Linked DNA regions of Sus scrofa: region 1 is linked to region 2. A link is a contact called in public Hi-C data. All regions are on one chromosome and are shown on one strand. The core of a region is the stretch at or near the end of the contact, and the rest is flanking DNA. Distances in the headings are between cores, read along the strand shown.

What was found. Hi-C and Micro-C count contacts between places; a contact is called where the count stands out from the background.
Region 1: a contact with region 2 is called in a Hi-C map of skeletal muscle, with 2.0 times the contacts expected there. The contact joins the enhancer-like site here to the promoter of TCF15 in region 2. A contact is called at or near these places in 6 of 47 Hi-C or Micro-C datasets (fetal heart ventricle, fibroblasts, heart right ventricle and 2 more) and 1 of 2 datasets of contacts at active chromatin or transcription factors (skeletal muscle).

The regions. Positions count from the first base shown.
Region 1 is chr17:34,666,099-34,669,483 of Sscrofa11.1, forward strand. The region is part of intron 2 of LOC110257457 (a long non-coding RNA gene); the gene reads right to left. Among named protein-coding and RNA genes, the nearest start is that of CSNK2A1, 25 kb to the right of the region's middle. Within about 2 kb of position 1,608, at least 3 of the 83 cell types and tissues checked have an H3K27ac peak or open chromatin away from gene starts, as enhancers often do. A contact at or near this core is called in skeletal muscle, where this site is marked.
Region 2 is chr17:34,625,370-34,628,393 of Sscrofa11.1, forward strand. TCF15 (transcription factor 15) reads left to right here and starts at 1,313. Exons shown (of 2, transcript XM_003134358.4): 1 at 1,313-1,915. The coding sequence starts at 1,397.

The DNA.
Region 1 (3,385 bases), core at 358-2,857, 41 kb after region 2:
TGGGAACCTCCATATGCTGTGGGTGTGGCCCTGAAAAGCCAAAAAAAAAAAAAAAAAAAAAAAAAAAAACCAAACAAACAAACAAAAAAAGGAAAAGGAAAAAAAAACCAAACAAACCATGATTATGAGAAGGGGCCCATCCCATTATCAAATGCCAAAAGGATCCATGACACAAAAAATTTAAAAGTCTCTGCTTGATATGAAGCCATTTTCATTTTTAAATGAGTTGAGCTTCTGGGATATTCTCAGATCCTCACATCCAAATCTACAGGGCAGCCAGGTAGCACACCTGAACCCCATGGACAAGGTTTACAACAAAACTAGGTGACAAGACAGCCCCACGAATCTCCAGGTACAAGTGGATGGAGACAAACCTGCACAAGAACAAGGTCTGCCTGGGAGGACCCTCCCACTGTACTTGTCTCGGGGATGCATGGATTAATAATAAAGTCTCAGTCCCTGCCCTAGGGCCAAGGGTCAGTGGGGGACAGAGATTGTTACAGAATATCAAATTGCAACTGTGACAAGAGTAATTCTAAGAGTGTCAGACTCTAAAATTATACAGCAGAAGCTGTCTGAAATATTTCGTGCTTAAAGAAAAAAAAAAAAACACAAAGGAAGAAAGAGCTTGGTAGACTGGTAGACAGACAGAAGGACACACTGATAACTCCTCCTTTGCAGGCCCAGCTCAGTGGCCATGGTGGCAGCTGAGGGCAGCTGTCCACCCCCGTGGGCTGGAGGGGAGCTTCCCAGCCCGGAGCCCAGGCCTCAACACCCACTGCCCCCGTCTTCCTTCACGATGAATCACATGTTTGTGGACTGAAAGACAAGGTGATCCGGCCAGGAAGTCTGCAGAGTCATCAGAACAGACACGGCCCCTCAAAGCGGAAAAAACACAAGCCTTCAGAGGCTGGAGACATGGGTTCAAGTCCCAGCCTGGGCAGCAGAAGTCACGGCGTGAGCTCACAGAGATGTCAGAGGCGCAGAGAGATGACACCTGCCAGGTATCCCATGGCTTCACCTGCAGATGCCTCTAGACTCCCAGGTGGGCTCTCCAGGCCCTCGGCTCCCCTGAAGGGGAAGCTGGAGGCCCTGGGCAGCCACTGAAGATCGGGATGAGGAGGTGGGCAAGTTCTGCCCTCCTCAGGCTCTCCAGATACTCAGGTGGCATCGAGCAGGACAGGAACAAAGCCCTCGGGGCACAACCACACTTCTCTTCACTCTCAGAGCAAGCCCAGCAGGTAGGTGTCCTTATCCCCATCTGACGGATGAGAAAACTGAGGCTCACGAGGGGAAGAAGGTGACCTGAGGTCACACGGCCCTATGTGCTTTGACTCCGGTCACTGGATGGGGACACCTCGCCTCCCAGGGACAGCTCTGTCCTGGCGACCCCGACCTCACGCCCAGCCTGGAAGCCCGTTCAGGGGTGCGGCCGTCTCCCTGTGAACAAGTCTATTTTTAGTGTCGGCAGCAGGGGCTAGGGGCCAAAGCCAAGAGTGACAATGGGGGGAAGGGGGTGGGGCTGCTGGCGGCCGCCCCCGCACCCAGCAGCCGCCCCATTTCCTCGAGGAACCAGGCTGCGCACAATACAAGGAAAGCCGAGTGGGGAGCGGCTGGGGGCTCCCGTGGGGGGGCTGGCCTGGCCCATCAGGGCAGCTGGGGGCCTGGAGGAGGCCGCCAGACCTGGGGGAAATGGACCGTTAGTCCAGCTGCCAGGCCTGGGCAGGAGTGATCTTTCATGCTCACATACACACACTCCCAACCCACATTTATTTTCTCACACATATGCACACTCACCTTGATCTCTCTCTCACACAGACTCATTCTCTGTCTGTCTTTCACATGCACTCACCCGTACACACACACATATATTTTACTAACTCCTAGGCTAGGGCATGGCCTCACCTCTGGTCTCAGGCACAAAACTGGGCCCTGGGGACTCAATGAGCTGAGAATCCCAGCGAAGCCAACCAGGAGTTGCCATCAAGCCCAGGTGGGAAATGCCGTCACGAGCATCCCAGATCCTTTGCCGGATCCTGGCTTCTGGGGGACAGGTGTCCCTGCTGGGGAGGGTCCCAAGCACAAAAGGATACATGCTGTCTAGTTTCACTTATATGAAATTCCAGAAGAGGCAAAAGCGAGCGACAGTGATAAATCAGATTCGTGGTGGCTGGGGGCCAGGGGGTGGGCGTGACAGGTGAGGGACGCGAGGGAGATTTTGGGGGTGATGGGGATGTACTGCATTCTGATTGGGCGGTGGCTACACAGGGTGTATATTTGTCAAAACTCATGGAAAGATACTTTTATTTATTTTTTGCCTGCCTATGCGGCAGGCAGAAATTCTGGGGCCCAGGATCGAACCCAAGCTACAGCAGTGACAATGCCAGGCCACCAGGGCACTCCAGAAAGATATGCTTTAAATGGATAACATGGGTCCCTTAGGTTTTATATTAATTATTTCCTGATGCAGTTGATGTAAAAAATCAGCATCCTCCTCTCAACCTTGAGGATTTAAGATCGTCACGGGATGGAGGTGGACCGTGTTCTTTTTGGTGATGGAGGGAGCCTCCTCCCAAAGGGCTCTCAAGGCCCAACACTCGGGGTGCATTTAGGTCTCTGCTTAGCTTTTTTCCAGGTGTGGAGGGTGCCAAGCAGGGAAGGTGGGCTGCTGTTCATGGAGCACATGCTAAGGGAAGCGCTGACCTCTAGTTCTGGGTAATTCACTTCCCCCAGCACCCAGTGAAGCAGGTGCTCTTAGCGTGTCCACTTTAACAGAAAAGGAAAAAGGTGAAGGGGGAGTGGGTCTTGCTCAAGATGGTACAGCTGGCGGCCAGGGGGAGGGGGCCTTGAACTCAGCTTGGCCCCAGAGCCCTGTACCCCACTCTATGCCACGTGTGAGAGGGTGCTGGGGCCACTGTTCAACCTTTCTGATGATTTCCCTCTTTGCTGGCCTGAAAGTTCCCTCCCGCTTGGAGTTCCCATTGTGGCTCAATGCATTAAGAACCTGACTAGTTTCCATGAGGAAAAAGGTTCGATCCCTGGCCCCGCTCAGTGGGCTAAGTAAGGATCCTACGATGCTGCAAACTTTGGTGGAGGTTGCAGATGTGGCTTGATCTAGCGTGGCTGTGGCTGTGGTGTAGGCCAGCAGCTGCACCTGTGATTCGACCCCTAGCCTGGAAACTTCCATAGGCCAGAGGTGTGGCCCTAAAAAAAAAAAAAAAATCAATAAATACAAATTTAAAAAATAAAACAAAAAAGAAAGTTCCCCACTCCTTCCACAAACAAAAGCCTAGCTAGGGCACAAGCACACCCTCCTGGGAAGTCAGTAGTCAGTTTGGTGCCAATACGTGGGGGTGACTGAGGGTAACTGAAAGGGCTCAGAGCC
Region 2 (3,024 bases), core at 63-2,562:
GCAGCCTTCATCAGCTCAGTAACTCTTCCCAGTGCCTCTGAGGACATGTCAGATGTCAGGCTGAACAATCCAAATTTTCCATGAGGAAGTCAGGCAATGAGGGAAGGCAGTTCCCCCCATTCTCCCCCCTCGGCTTTTGGGGGTGTGGGTTGTTGGCATTTCAAGCACCGGGAAAGGGACGGTGTGGCTTTGGAGCCAGGGAGGCTGCAGCAGTCCAGGATGGCATTGTGAGGAGTGAGGGAGCGAGGCTTGCATTTTATTGGGGTGCAGACAAGACAGGGGTGATAGTGAAGAGGAACAGTGGCGCCCAGTGTCCTCACTCACCCTGAAGTCCAGAGCTCTCTTAGCTGTAAATGATGGGTGCTTTCCCACAACTTCAGCCTGGCACAGTAAAGATCAGCAAAGTACCACCTCTGTCTGACACAACCATTTTGATGGTAGGACCTCAACCAAAATGTCAACCATGGGAAGGCAAATGTTTTGTTGTGTTCACATCTCTATTCTCACCTAAAATCATGCCTCGTCTAGCAGCGACTCAATAAATATTTGTTGAATGAATGGAGCCACTGGCAGTTGTGTGTGTGTGTGTGTGTGTGTGTGTTTTGTTTTGTTTGTTTTGTCTTTTCAGGGCCGCACCCTGGCATACGGAGGTTCCCAGGTTAAGGGTCTAATCGGAGCTGTAGCTGCCCGCCTACGCCAGAGCCACAGCAACCCCAGATTCCAGCTGCATCTGCAACCTACACCACAGCTCACGGCAACGCCGGATCCTTAACCCACTGAATGAGACCAGGGACCAAACCTGCAACCTCATGGTTCCTAGTCAGATTCGTTTCCACTGTGCGACGACGGGGACTCCTTGTTTTAAGTTTATGTCAGGGATGTGACACTATTGAGTCCTTATTTGGAAAGATGATAGTGTTTCTCCAACACTTCTCCGTGGACACCACCACCAAAAAAAAAAAAAAAAGCTTGTTTCTCTTAGAATCCTCTTTCCGAAAGAGCAAACTCAAGGCAAGGGAGAAGAAGGGACTGGCCCGCAGTCCCCCTGTGGTCTAAGCTGAGGATAAGGGGTCCGGATCTGGGCAGAGCCCACCCCCTGGCGTTTGCTCTGCTCGTCCGCGGGGACCAGGAGCCTTCAGGGCGGGCCACCGGCTCGCGGGCCTCTTTCAACCTGAGGGAACGGGGGTGGCGGGCGCGTCACCATTGGCCCGCGCGCGGCGGAGGCCTTCCCATTGGCCGGGACGGAGCCCTCCGCCCCGACTGGGGCGGCCCCGGGACTGGCCCCTCCCTCGGCTATAAGGCGGCGGCCAAAGGGGCCGTGGGAGCGCGCGGGAGCGCACGGCGGGGCGCGGCCAACGCTGGGACTCCGCGCATCGCTGGACGCGGCCGGGCGCCCATGGCGTTCGCGCTACTGCGCCCCGTCGGTGCGCACGTGTTGTACCCGGACGTGAGGCTGCTGAGCGAGGACGAGGAGAACCGCAGCGAGAGCGACGCCTCCGACCAGTCGTTCGGCTGCTGCGAGGGCCTGGAGGCGGCGCGCCGCGGCCCGGGCCCCGGGGGCGGGCGGCGGGCGAGCGGCGGCGCGGGCCCGGTGGTGGTGGTGCGACAGCGGCAGGCGGCCAACGCGCGGGAGCGGGACCGCACGCAGAGCGTGAACACGGCCTTCACGGCGCTGCGCACGCTCATCCCCACCGAGCCGGTGGACCGCAAGCTGTCCAAGATCGAGACGCTGCGCCTGGCGTCCAGCTACATCGCGCATCTGGCCAACGTGCTGCTGCTGGGCGACGCGGCCGACGACGGGCAGCCGTGCTTCCGTGCGGCTGGCAGTGCCAAGAGCGCGGTCCCCGCCGCCCCCGACGGCGGCCGCCAGCCACGCTCCATCTGCACCTTCTGCCTCAGCAACCAGCGCAAGGGGGTGAGTGCGCGGCCCTCCAGCACTGCGGCCTCGGGGTCAGGGAACGGGCCGCTTAGGGAGCCAAAGAGGGGCAAAACCCCAACGAAGGGGCGGGGGGACGATGTGGAGTCGTCAGCGGTGCGTTCTTCCAAGCCCAGGGTTTGGTGCGAAACAGAACCGCTCACTTAAGGGCCCCCAAACAAGGGGCACAGGGAAGCCCAGAGCTGGGGCGTGATTGAGAGGATGGCGAGCGCTCATCGAGGAACCCCTCCTCCAGCTGAAGGTGTGTGTGAGGAATCATTACAAAGGCCATCATTTACTGAAAGCTTCGACATCCTGGCGCGTTCCTCGTCCTCTTTCTTTCTACCTTCACGAGAACCCGATCAGGCAGGTCATTCTGCTGGATTTATCACTCGTGAGAATCTGGGGCTTAGCGGGGTACCCACATGTATTCAGTTGGGAAGCCAGAATGCAGACTCTGGGTTTGCTGGGTATGTGTTGCCCTGAGCTGCGGGTACAGTAAAATAATTGTCCCACATCCTCTGATTGACTCAAGGTCAGGACAGGAAAGAAAAGGAAAGAAAGAAAAGAAAGAATACACAGCCCCCCAACCAAGATCCGGGGGTACCCAGCTGATGAGCAGCAGGAGTGAAGGGGGGGTCCCTGAGGACACCCAGCCCCTAAAGGGATGGAATGTTGGGGAAGGGCACTGTTGAGCCAGCAGGGCAGAGCTGGAGGTAAACTTCCCTGACCTGTTGTAAGTAAGGATGAGAACCGGGCTGGTAGGGGATGGAGGGGGCTGGGTAGCAGTTGCTGGAGGTGAGGGTGGGTGCGCTACTGGCTGAAAGCTCATTCTCCTCCTGCCCAGCCCCCAAGGAGCCTGCTTCACCCCCAAGCCTTTACTCCTTCTGGCCTGGGCTTTTCTCAGAGTGAGGAGGCTTGTCGGTGCCAGCTTTGGATTCCAGCAGCTACCATTTACAGCCGGACAAACTGAGGCTGAGAGTCCCTGACCTACATGGCCTTTTGGAAAATGAAGGGGTGGGGGGATTGGGGTCAGGCCTCTGGGTCCCCCGTCTTTGAGTCTCACCACTGCCCCAGCTCCCCTCTTCACTCTGTTCTTGGAGGCCTCT